Regions from separate parts of the Gossypium hirsutum genome. Here region 2 is linked to region 1. Evidence: chromatin contacts called from public Hi-C data. All regions are on one chromosome and are shown on one strand. Each heading gives the region's core, a stretch centred on a gene start, on an enhancer-like site or on the middle of the called end of the contact. The rest is flanking DNA. Distances are from core to core; before and after follow the strand shown.

Region 1 (6,373 bases), core at 1,451-3,950:
ATTTATCAACCAGTCATTGGTGAATTTATTCCGTTAAATTCTATGAGCTTATGGCAACTTCATTTGCAGAATTTGAAACATGTACTTGCAGGTTGCAACATGATTTTCTTTTGCATAACTCAGTTTTAAACTTCTGATTCACTTTTACTGTGTAATATGTGGGTGAATGTAGCCTTTCCCTATCTTATTAATGGGGTGTAAATTAAATGAGTGTTGGATCATCAAAGGGCTCGGAATGCTTGCTTGTGCTTCAACTTGATCTGAAAAAAAAAACCCAATGGCTTTTTGTATCTGAAACTCAAGTATACGTTGAGTACGCTTTAATCATTATTGCATGAAATGTTCCCATGTTTTCGAATTAACTTTCTTCATCTATCAGCATGCATCAACCAAAGGTGTCGTAGCAAACTTTTTTTTTTTAAATTTAAGATTAAATTCACAAAATATTTTATTGTTGAAGGATAAATTTATCTTGCCAATAAAAAAGGATCATATTACAACTTCATTTGCTTTTTAAATTTTTAGAATTTTTAAGTTTATATTTTATAAAAAAATACGATTTTTAATAAATTTTAAAAAATTTTATTGTTTGAAACTTTTAAGAATTTCTATTTTTATAGTTTTTATGACATTTTATTTTGAAAATTTTAAAATTTTAAATTATTTGTTAACCTAACATATAACATAAAATAGTATTACACTAACAATAAAAAATGTGTGGAGTGTTATGTTCGTGTTGTTAAAAATTTAACAGTGTAGCCATCATTCTCGTTAAAAGAAACAACAAATTATTCAAAATAAAGGTTGAGAGTGAAATTAATCCAAACGAAAATAAAAGATTTAAACCAAAGTGACAAAAGATACGGACATTAAAAGTCAACTTTATTATTACTAGATTACGTCACTCCCACAATTTGGATGAAAAAAAAAGGTAACAAATTTATTTATATGAAATCAAATTAAATTTTAGTTGAAATGGTTAAGTTGAAGTTGATGCCTCGTTTGGTTATTAGTGTAATAGAAAAAATCATTTATTACATATGTATTGTAATAGTTAGACATAAAATAAAGTATAGTTACTAAAAATTTAAACTTGAAATTAGAAAGACGAATAAAAAATCTTGTAAAAAAATAAGATCTCTTCAAAATAAGCAAAAAAAAAAATTCTTCTATTTGCTAAAAATAAGTCATGGGAATGGCTAAATATTACCAATTAAATTAATTTATTGCTAAACTATATACTAAAATATGTATAAAAAATAATACTCCTACCAAACATAAGTATTTTTAGTTTCAAATTCCACTATAGTAATATTTTATAGAAATATTTTATATTAAAAAAATTAAAAAGATAAAAATTCTTATATTAATATTTTTTATTTTGTAAAAGAATAAAAATAGTTTTGAGTAGACTTATTAATATTCAATTGACTTATGATATAAACTCAATAGTTCAATATAGAACTTAAATTATAATATAAATGTCATACCAAATTTTCAGCCATTTGACTCTCTCTTACTACTTATTTTTAATCTTTCATGTCCATTTTATTATTATTTATGTTTGAGATTCGTGATTATCCCTTTCAAAAATATTACCGTTGCTACTTAAACCTTAATTCTTTCTTAAAAGTATAATATACCGAATCTTACAATTTTTTAAACTCATGAAAAAAAAAAACCCATTCTCCTATAAACTTTTCATTGATCATCCAAACATTTGTCAAAAACAAATTTTCTAAGAGCTTATTGGGCCACAGCCCATGAAACCTGTACGAGTAATAATAGAAAAGGCCCAAGTATATATATTACTGGATCGTATATCGTGTAGCTGGGTAACATTTCAATTTAAATAAATGAAATAAATTTTTGAATAAAATAATTATTTTGTTTAAAATTAGCGAGTAATATGTAAAGGAAAATTATCTCCTACGGACAATAATAGCTGCCGTCAGGAGTTTTGGGACATTCCAAATTGGTGAAGGAATATTTCCTTTAACAAATAACAAAATTGATTTTTTTTCGATTTTTTATTACTCTTTAACAAAAAAGAATAAAAAATATGTAATACAAAGAAAAAACTCTAATTAATAAAAAATTTAAAAGCATGGTAATTAATTCATTTTTAAATCAATAAATTTAAATAAAAATGAAGTAGTTTACAAATTTCCCTAAGAATTGACTTAATTTTTTTTTAAAATACCAATACTGTAACTATTAACTCTTAATAACCCTTTTTTTTGGTTTTATTTATGTATAAATTAGACAGATTATTAAAACAAAAAAAAATAGATAGATTAGATTTTAATTTTGTTGTTATAAAATAAAATTTACATTACTACACTTATTTGTTCGTGATTTACTAATTTTTAGATTTTTTTTATGTGTAAATTAGTAGATATGTAACTATAATTTTTTTATCATCTAATTATTAAAAGTTACAAAATAATTATTAATTATTAGTATTTCTTTTGTCATTTAATTATAAAAATTAAAAAATGAACACTTAATTATTTAATTTTATCTTTTTTATTATCAGTTAGATGAGTTAAAAATGAAAACACCTAAAATTTTAAAATAATTAGATAATAAAAATAAACAAAATAAATAATTGTGGGACTGAAATGATAAAAAAAAATCATAATTAATTAGTTACTACAAATGTAATTTATTTATTTTTATTTGAGTACAAATGAGCCGTGGTTGAACATTCAACTGTAATTGGTTATTGCAACATCGGTTTCGGCAACACTCACCTGTCTCATTAAAACAGGAAAAAAAAAAAAAAAAAGAACCTCACCTGCCTCATTTCAGTATCTACCAATGACCAGAAACTAGAGGCAGCAAAAATGAGATCTACCTAACCCTCTATCCGTCCTTCAAAACATACAAACAAAGGGTTGTTTTCTTGATTGCAAGAGAAAGGAAATCTTTTTGGACACCCAAGTGTGGTTGAAGGCTTAAACATCAGCTGAAGAACTGATAATTTTTCTGTTCCAAGCTTTGCTTTTGTACTGTATTTCCTCAAAATTTCTAGCGATGACTCCAATTGGGTTTCTGGGTTTACTGTTTTTGCTGCTCGCTCTATACTGTGGGATAGACCCTTTTAAGCACAGTGCAATCTCTGAATTTCCTGACTTTGAGTCTTACAAGGTGGATTTGCCTCCATGGGAACTGGTTCCGACAGACAGGGACAAGGATAATTTGCTTCAGAAGTCAGAGATTAAGTTCTTGAACCAGGTTCAGGGCCCTGAAAGCATGGCATTTGACCCTCTTGGTCGTGGTCCTTACACTGGTGTTGCTGATGGTCGAGTTCTCTTCTGGGATGGTCAAAACTGGAAGGATTTTGCTTATGCTTCCAGCAATAGGTGAGTTATCTAGTTCTTGCTAATGGGTTTTTTTTCTTTTTCTTTCTTTTTACCTTCATTTGTGATAGTTTTTTTTTTTGTCTGTGTGTGCGTGCGCAGAATTAGCTTATGTTACATAGCTGTACTTTGTTAGAAGTTTCTATGGAAAATTTGGGGATGGCTGCCTTCATGAAGTGATGTCATATGATTGAATAATGTGTGAAGTATAACTGTTATAATATTTTACCATGTGCAATTTGGGATTTCAGGTCTGAAATATGTAATCCCAAGCCATCACCACAGAGTTACCTGCCAAATGAGCATATCTGTGGCAGGCCTTTGGGTCTCCGGTTTGATAAGAACACTGGTGATTTGTACATTGCTGATGCATATTTGGGGTTGTTCAAGGTGGGTCCGGAAGGCGGATTAGCAACACCACTTGTAACTGAGGTAGATGGGGTGCCCCTGAGGTTTACCAATGACCTTGACATTGATGATGAAGGAAACATATATTTTACTGATAGCAGCAGCAAATTCCAGAGAAGGTAGGTTTCTGACAATAATTTTCTAAGTTGTGGACTAATGTCGTTGAAATTCGTAGTGCATTTGAAAAACGTATGAACTATTGAAGATTTTATTAGATCACAAAGGCATTCAAATGCCACCTATTTTCTACGACATGGAATAAGATGAAAAAGATGCTGTCATATTTTTTTTTCAACAAAGCTGTTCTATGGAACTGACTTTGGCTGTGGGGAGGAATGTTCAAATCCTGTCAAGACTAGAGAGTTGTCCACGAAAGTGTTATTTGACTTTGTCGATACTTCCCCTTTATACTATGTCTTAATAATGAGTGGAAATCATTTGATTCCCAATGCAATATATGTTCTTTGATTGCTGTGTCTATATGAGCATGCATGAGCCTTGGGGGTCACATGATACGGCATGTCCGAGAATCACTTATGTGCCTGTCTTAATAATGAGTGGAAATCATTTGATTCCCAATGCAATATATGTTCTTTGATTGCTGTGTCTATATGAGCATGCATGAGCCTTGGGGGTCACATGATACGGCATGTCCGAGAATCACTTATGTGCCTGATGGCCCCTTAAATTTAAGTTACTGTTGCATTGCATTTGTGCTTACACCCAGGGATGGGATTTCTTTTCATGCATGGTTTGTGGATTTTGACACCACCCTTGTCAATTTGTATAAATATAAGGTAATTAAATGATTCCAACTGTAACTTACTATTTTAGTTTTGAGACTGCTGGTAGTGTTTATTGGAAAGAAGACGTAGAAATCTCGGTATACTGAAAATTTTATGTGTTCTAATCATTGATATATTGAAATCTTCTGTAAATCCCTACATAAAAAATCGGTATAAGTTAGTTATACTTGTATTGATTGACATGTGAACCTTTAAGACTATATTTGCAACTTCTGCCAGTGGAACGGAGCAAATTTTCTGTTACTTCGATCATGTTTCACTCTACATGAAAGACCCCATGATGTAGAATGAAGATTATTGGTAATTGGCACTGACAATGTAGCATTCAGGAACTTCATGCAGCTAGTTTTTTCTTCGGAGAATAGTGGGAGGCTTCTGAAGTATAATCTTTACACAAAGGAAACTGCTGTCCTTGTCAGGAATCTCCAATTTCCAAACGGTGTATCCTTGAGCAAGGATGGTTCTTTTCTCATATTTTGCGAAGGATGTCCGGGCAGGTTTGCATGCTTCTACATGTACTCAAATATTGCTGTGTTAGATCTGCACGTGCTATAGCCTTTAAAAACACTTTCATTTGGATTTATATACAATGATGATTTTTCACATTGCTTGAACCCATTTTGCTTCAATACATGACATATTGCTTTCCATGAATGTCGAAAGATCCTGTTTAAAAAAGGATAACCGCAATTGATGATTGTAGATTTTATTTTTCTTTACCTTTATCGTTTCCTTGTAAAAATGCCAGGATTACAGAGGCAAAGTAGATTAGTTCTTAAGAATTATAGTACAACTTTTAACTGTTGCTATGTGATGATTTAATATTATGTTAAATGCACAGATTACTCAAGTACTGGTTGAAAGGTGAGAAAGCAGGGAGTACTGAGGTATTTGCCATCTTACCAGGATTTCCGGACAATGTCCGAACAAATAAAGAAGGTGAATTTTGGGTAGCAATTCACTGTCGCAGGTTCACGTATGCTCATATAATGGGATTATATCCAAAACTCAGGAAATTCATTCTCAAGCTCCCTATATCTGCAAAAATTCAATACCTGCTTCAGATTGGCGGTAAGCTGCACGGAATTGTTGTGAAATACAGTCCAGATGGAAAGCTGTTGCAGGTGTTGGAGGATAGTGAAGGGAAGGTTGTGAAAGCGGTTAGTGAAGTCGAAGAGAGGGATGGCAAGCTCTGGCTAGGGAGTGTTCTTATGCCCTTTGTGGCAGTTTACAACTTGGCTTGAGTTGGGAGGCAGAAGGAAAAATAAAGACTTAGCAATGGTGCTTTATGAATGTGGCAAATCTTCTCTTAGCCATCGTTTTCACTTTGAAGAAAAACACAAGAATGTTTTCTAAGTCTATACTTGTTATTGGCAGTGGGGCTGTATTACTTGGATTGCAAGTATTTGGATAAAATTCTGCTGAAAAGAAAGTATTTGGGTTTTTTCATTTAAATACTTCAGTCCATATGATTTTTAGTTTTTACAAGTAGAACATATTCTTAAATTTATCTTGGAAACCAAGTATCAAATCACCCATATAGTACAAGTAAGACACATAGCCAAAGATTTTAAGAAAAAACTACTTGAAATCACCAATATGGATATTTATAACTTCCAGTTGTAACTACCATTCCTAATCTTAGTGTTAGTTATAACTACCAGTTGTCCACATGTATTATTTGATTTTCATGTTTTAATTGTTTATCTGTGAGGATTTTTAGGAGCACATTACTGAAGATAATTCCTGCAAGAATCGAGCCTAGGAAGAATATATCAAAACTTTTTACATGTT
Region 2 (6,946 bases), core at 778-3,277, 190 kb before region 1:
ACTGTTTTCTATAATGTACAAATATTCCACGCTTTACCCTTTCCTCCTTTCCATTATTCCTCGTTCCCATCTCCAATAATATCAGTTTATTGATATCATTTTAATTTACTCCATATAATAATTTTAATAACTGATTTTACCGAGGTTCAAACATAATATTTACATAGATAAACATTAAATCTAAACAAATACACATATGAACTTTATTTAGATTTAATTTTATTTATTTATTTATTTTTATGTTAAATAAATATAATCATTAACATATACAAAATAAATCAAAATATAGAAATTTAATTTTTGTAAGTTCAGCCCATGTTACACATTTAAATATTTAAAATATAAAAAAAATTTCTCTCTCATTTATTATAATTCATGTTTATTATATAATGGAAAAAAATAAGAAGTATCAGAATGATATTATCTGAAAAGTTAAACATAAATATTTTATTTTAATTATGATTCAATTCGCGATGTGATGAAAAAATTCATAATTTTTATAAAAAATATTAATTTTATAAAAAGTAATTACTTAAAATTAGATTATGTGCGGTGATGAATTAGAGTTGTCCCGAAGAGATAAGACTTCCAAGTAATTAAGAATAAAAATATAGATTATTTTTTAAAAAGTTTTCAGTGAGAAATCAATTATTTCCCCCACTTTAAGCCGCGTTCTAAGAGGTTGGCTTCTGCAAGGAAGGTACGCACATTCGTGTTATTCCAAATTTCGCACCGAATTTTTTGAAAAAAAAAAAAAGGGAAAAATCAATATAACATATGAAACCTTATCATTTTCAATGTGATGGCCAAGAATTGAGTATATAATCATTTTTAATTAAAATATGTTTATTTATATTATTATTTAAATTTTTTATTTTTATTTTGATTGATTCTTCGAATTATTAATTTAATTAGAAAGTTATGAAAATATCCTCCTGTAATTAAAATAAATAATATTATTTTAATATATATATGTTGATATTTAAACTCAGACCAATTACATTAATACAACCTTTAATTTACTATATTTACTATTATTAAAACTCCTAACCGAGTTGGTCGGTTAGGAAGTTACGAGAATATCCTTTCGTAGTTAAAATAAATAATATTATTCAAGGATATTTTAATCTTTTTTACTTTGAAAAGAAACTAATAAAAATATTCATATAGTGAAATTTAAACTCATACCAATTATATTAATAAAACCTTTAATTTGTGATTTAACTACAACTCCTTTTTTTGACATTTTTATATATTTTCATTTTATTATGCACACTTTACTATTTTCATTAGTTGTATATATTATTCATGTATTTGGCTGAGTTGATGTCATAAGTCAACTCGACATCGACTTAATATTGATGACAACATTACAGTAAATAATTTAATCTAAAATTTTCAAACCATATGTAAACCAACATTTGTATTTTAAAATATTTAATTTTTGTATTTTTATTTTTAAGAATTCAAAAAGTTTTTTTTTATATATTTTAAATGTTTAATATTTTTCAGAATATGAATAAGTATTTAATTAATATTTTAAAAATCAGATGAATGAATTTTAATAAAATTAAATATGAAAGATATGGTGAATTAATTCCTTTAATCACAAATGGAAAGATGGATCCTTAATCAAACTTATTGAAGTGATGGAATTGTGAAAACAAAGCGAAGTGTGAAGCACTTCAAAATTTTACTAAATAAAAAGAAAAAGAAAATGTGACACACTCTTTTGCTCTTTGGATTTTCATATTTTTAACTAATTTGAGTAATTTTAATGTAATCAAGACATAATTTTTTAGTACAATATTTAAAATAATAATATTGTTTTGAGGCGACAAACAGATCAATACAAATTGTGATTTTTAAAATACGATTGAGATTTATAAAAATAAAACATGAAAAGAAAATGAATTGCGTTTTCAAAGTTTGAAATTTGTCTAGAAAAAAATTTTGTTGGAAAAATTGACTACCGGAAAAGCAGAAGTAAAGGGGAAGTAATAATATAAAAAAGCGTGTTGGGACCATTTTTTTAATTACATTTCTCTATAAATGACTGTCATTTTACATTGGGACTACGACTCTACATCTCTCTCGCTTTCCCCCATTTTTACTCTCCGTGTATTATAGTTTCTCAGCTAGCAGTGCTTTCCAGTAAGTTCGAAGTTCCAATCTTGTTTAGAGTTTTTGATTTTTGGGGTTGTTTTATTTTATTTTTCCACTCATTTTATCTTTTAACTATCTGATAGAAATGAAAATGTTTATCCTTTTAACTTATCTGATAGCAATCAAAATGCTTCAGAGTACTTGAGTTTTAGCTTACAACAGATAGCCTTCACATTTGATTTTTATAGTCTTCTGCCACTTTCTAGATTTTAATCTTCACATACGGTCTAACTTTCTTTACACCTTCAGACTTTCAGAGCTAAAGCTTGATCCGGGAACTCGAAAAAAAATGGCTAAATTTTCAATACCCAAGTTGGGATTTCTACTGCTATGCTGCTTAGCTGCTCTTACGGAAGCAACCTATATGAAGTACAAAGACCCAAAACAGCCATTGGGTGTTAGAATCAAAGATTTAATGCGTAGGATGACTTTGGCTGAAAAGATTGGCCAAATGACTCAGATTGAGCGCACTGTTGCTACCCCAGATGCGATGAAGAACTACTTCATTGGTATAAAACCAAATCCGTCTTTTAACAATCTTTAATAAGTCCACATTTTAGTTTTTTCCTCGTGTTTTGTTTATATGCCGAATTTCTTCCAAGAGTGTATGTTTGATGCACAATCCTCTATGATTTTGTTTATTTAGTTTCATTTACCTGTGGATTCATACCCTAGCTGCCAAATATTAATTTCATTGAATATGCTAACTCTTTCGTTTTATTTTATTATGTTTATTTATGCAAATGGTTGTCATGCTTAATGCTGTCTTTTTAGGAAAATGAGTTATGTGGTAATTGGAGGTGGTTTCATGGTTTGTGCAGGAAGTGTTCTGAGTGGTGGAGGGAGTGTGCCAGCTCAAAAAGCTACTCCTGAAACTTGGATTGAGATGGTGAATACGATACAAAAGGCATCTTTATCCACCCGTCTTGGAATTCCAATGATATACGGGATTGATGCAGTTCATGGTCACAACAATGTGTACAAAGCCACCATTTTTCCTCATAATATTGGTCTTGGAGTGACTAGGCAAGTCTTATATCATAAGGCAAAAATGATCATTGAATTTTTTCTTTATCAATTATTCAAGGTTTTACATTTTGCCTTAGATATAGACTTTCATCTTTTGTCTTATTATGAAGTGGCTAAGAGTTCAAGATTCACTTTCAACCCGCATCGGTCTAATTGGAACTAAATTTAGTGGATGAAATGTTGAGCAATGGTGATTTTTTTCCCCGCAGGGATCCTAACCTTGTCAAGAGGATTGGTGAAGCAACTGCGCTCGAAGTTAGAGCTACAGGAATCCCATATGCTTTTGCTCCATGCATCGCGGTAATTAAACATTAGAACATGCTTGAATGCCGATATATTTTAAAGCATGCACCATGTGTACTAATTTCTTTTGTTTGCTTTTACTACAGGTTTGCAGGGACCCAAGGTGGGGTCGATGCTATGAAAGCTACAGTGAGGATCATAAGATTGTTCAAATGATGACTGAGATTATAACTGGTTTACAAGGAGGCCTCCCTGTCCATTCTAAAAAGGGTGTTCCCTTTGTTGCTGGAAAGTAAGAGTCTTTACTATAAACCAACCACTTAAAAGGCTAGCGTTACTAACTTTACTTGTGATGAGAATTTCCCAAACTACAAGTGTCCCAAATTTGTCTTAAATCTTTTGGACATCGTTAGGTGTAATCATGTGGCAGGCTTTCATTGTGGGTCACTTAGTCATCTAAATATAAAACAAGACTTGAATAATGAAGCAAAGTAATAGGTCCACCAAACTCTTCTGTATCATACCCTATTAGATAGATCAGATTGAGTCATCTGCTCTTAGTTATGAAGATTTATAGGTTCTCCTAATGTACATTTTCAGATTGTAATAACTTAATTGGTTGAATTAGAAAGTATTGAGTTTCCCATCATCAATTAATTTCTTTTTCTAGGAACAAGGTGGCAGCCTGTGCTAAGCATTATGTGGCAGATGGAGGTACAACAAAAGGCATAAACGAGAACAATACTGTTATTAGCTGGAACGGATTACTCAGCATCCACATGCCTGCATATTTTAACTCTATTGCAAAGGGCGTTGCAACAATTATGACATCCTATTCTAGCTGGAATGGAAAAAAGATGCATGCTAATCATGATCTTGTGACCGACTTCTTGAAAAACAAGCTTAAGTTCAGGGTAACATAAACTAAAAACTTATCTCCACTGACTACAATCAGTATAAACCATTTGGTTTTGACTTGTTTCTTTGGGTGTATTTCAGGGTTTCGTTATATCAGATTGGCAGGGTCTTGATAGGATTACCTCTCCTCCACATGCTAACTACTCATATTCTGTAGAAGCTGGAGTTGGTGCCGGGATTGATATGGTCAGTCCATATTTAGTACTATATATGTCAGGCTATTCAAACTTTTTGAGTCTATCGGAGTACCAATCTTTATTTTGCATATGGTACTTTGACAAGTTGAGCTTCTCTCGTCTTCTAAAGAAATCTCTGGTGTCGTGCAGGTCATGGTTCCTTATAACTTCACAGAATTTATTGATGACCTAACCTATCAGGTTAAAAACAATATCATTCCAATGAGCCGGATTGATGATGCTGTAAAGCGAATCTTGAGGGTTAAATTTGTGATGGGTCTCTTTGAGAATCCAATGGCTGATAACAGCCTGGTCAACCAACTCGGGAGTCAGGTATGTTGAATCCATTCTGTTGTTATAATAGGACTTGTATGCCCTTCGATTATCCTTATTTATGGGATCAAAGAGTCATATCTGCAATGCAGAATGTTGGGTAGCATATTGGTGAAAAAAAAAAAACATAGTTTTACTAAATGGCAGCATGCTTTGAATAGGAACATCGGGAGTTGGCAAGGGAAGCTGTGAGGAAAAGTCTCGTCCTACTGAAGAATGGTGAGTCTGCCGATAAGCCATTGTTACCCCTTCCAAAGAAAGCAACTAAGATACTAGTTGCTGGCACTCATGCCGATAACTTGGGCTATCAGTGTGGAGGCTGGACCATTACATGGCAGGGTCTTGGTGGCAACGATCTCACAACTGGTACGTTTTTAGACTTTACACTTGAAACAATTAAAAACATAAATAGGTTGACAAATAAAATGACCCAGAAAAGCATTTAAGTTGTGGTGTTGCCTCTAAATTTGCCATTATTTATTAACTACTCCTAACTTAAGGGGTTTGTTAATTTCAAAATAGATAGTTGGGCTTTGTTTAATCCTTGTTGAATCCCTTATGCACTTATCCCTTATGATTTGACTGAACACAATCTTCTCAAACAGGTACGACTATCCTCCAGGCTGTCAAAAATACAGTTGATTCAAGTACTCAAGTTGTATACAGTGAGAACCCGGATGCAGGGTTTGTTAAATCTGGCGAATTCTCTTATGCCATTGTGGTTGTGGGAGAACCGCCGTACGCAGAAACATATGGTGACAGCCTGAATCTTACAATATCAGAGCCGGGTCCCAATACTATTTACAATGTTTGTGGGTCTGTGAAATGTGTTGTTGTTGTCATCTCTGGTCGGCCGGTTGTTGTACAGCCATTTGTCTCGTCGATTGATGCACTTGTAGCTGCTTGGCTTCCGGGGACCGAGGGCCAAGGTGTTGCTGATGTCTTGTTTGGTGACTACGGGTTCACTGGCAAGCTCGCAAGGACATGGTTCAAGACCGTTGACCAGCTTCCAATGAATGTCGGTGATCCACATTATGACCCTCTCTTTCCCTTTGGCTTTGGTTTGACTACTAAACCTACCCACCAGAATTAATATCATTGTAGAGACTGAGTTTGCTGCTTTATATTAGGCATTTTCCCTTACATGGTAGAAACTTTAAATTATTTTTCCTCTACATTAGAGGTATTTATGAACCGGGGCCAGGTTAGGCCTAAGGTTTCATATATCAGCATTTTACTATACTGCTTTAATTCTACGAATTTCTTGAAATATCTATATCCAAAATTCATATTAAATGCTTATCCAAACAGGATTCAATATCATAAGGAAACAATTCTGGGTTTTTTTTGAAACAATTCTGCAACACTTTTAAAAACACTGACTTTAATTATTTACGGAAATAGGTCATTCTAAAAAATAATAACAGGTATGGACTATAAACACTAAAATACACTGATGTAAACGCATTTTCAGGGCATAACGTAAAAAAATATTTTTATGTCAACACTTTTTTCCTTGTGTCGGGAAAAAGTACGTTGACATGAATTTACTTTTGTTACTAAATTTTCAAAAATGCTTATTTTTAAAAAATATTATAAAAATAGACCATGTTTTTAAAATTTACGAGAATAAACCTTTATAAATACCCAAAGTTGCAGCACCATTTTTTTTTTGTGCCACCAATTAATGTGGAAATAAAACTTACAAAATAAATATTTATATAAACCCAAAGTTTTATTTTCTTTATTTTCGCAAGCAATGTGGGATGTGAGATACGTGTATATATAGACTCATGAATAGGTTTGCAGCTTTTTCCTAGACAATACAAGATCCCTTCCTATTTTAACTAATAATATAAGATTAAATGCTACACTAAATTTTATATTTTTTACATATTTTAATTTTTTTTACAAAAAGTTAACATTTGTTACATTATAAATCATAATTAAGTGACTACTAATGTAATTTAATCTAGATATAAAAATATGAAAAATAATTATTATACTTTATGTATATTATATATTTCTATAAAAATACTTATTTAACATAATTATATGCCATGTTTAAATAGATTATTTAT

Evidence for each region. Hi-C and Micro-C count contacts between places; a contact is called where the count stands out from the background.
Region 2: a Hi-C map of leaf shows a contact between it and region 1, with 2.1 times the contacts expected there. The contact joins the promoter of LOC107943250 here to the promoter of LOC107889232 in region 1. A contact is called at or near these places in 3 of 34 Hi-C or Micro-C datasets (callus and leaf).

Annotation. Positions count from the first base shown.
Region 1 is chrA09:66,909,399-66,915,771 of Gossypium_hirsutum_v2.1, reverse strand. It overlaps LOC107889232 (protein STRICTOSIDINE SYNTHASE-LIKE 3), which reads left to right and starts at 2,700. Exons shown (of 4, transcript XM_016813587.2): 1 at 2,700-3,368; 2 at 3,617-3,892; 3 at 4,909-5,076; 4 at 5,421-6,034. The coding sequence starts at 3,040. The coding sequence ends at 5,823.
Region 2 is chrA09:67,099,595-67,106,540 of Gossypium_hirsutum_v2.1, reverse strand. LOC107943250 (beta-glucosidase BoGH3B) reads left to right here and starts at 2,027. Exons shown (of 10, transcript XM_016876998.2): 1 at 2,027-2,154; 2 at 2,416-2,675; 3 at 2,988-3,192; 4 at 3,405-3,495; 5 at 3,585-3,730; 6 at 4,109-4,352; 7 at 4,438-4,542; 8 at 4,683-4,865; 9 at 5,027-5,231; 10 at 5,471-6,137. The coding sequence starts at 2,456. The coding sequence ends at 5,958.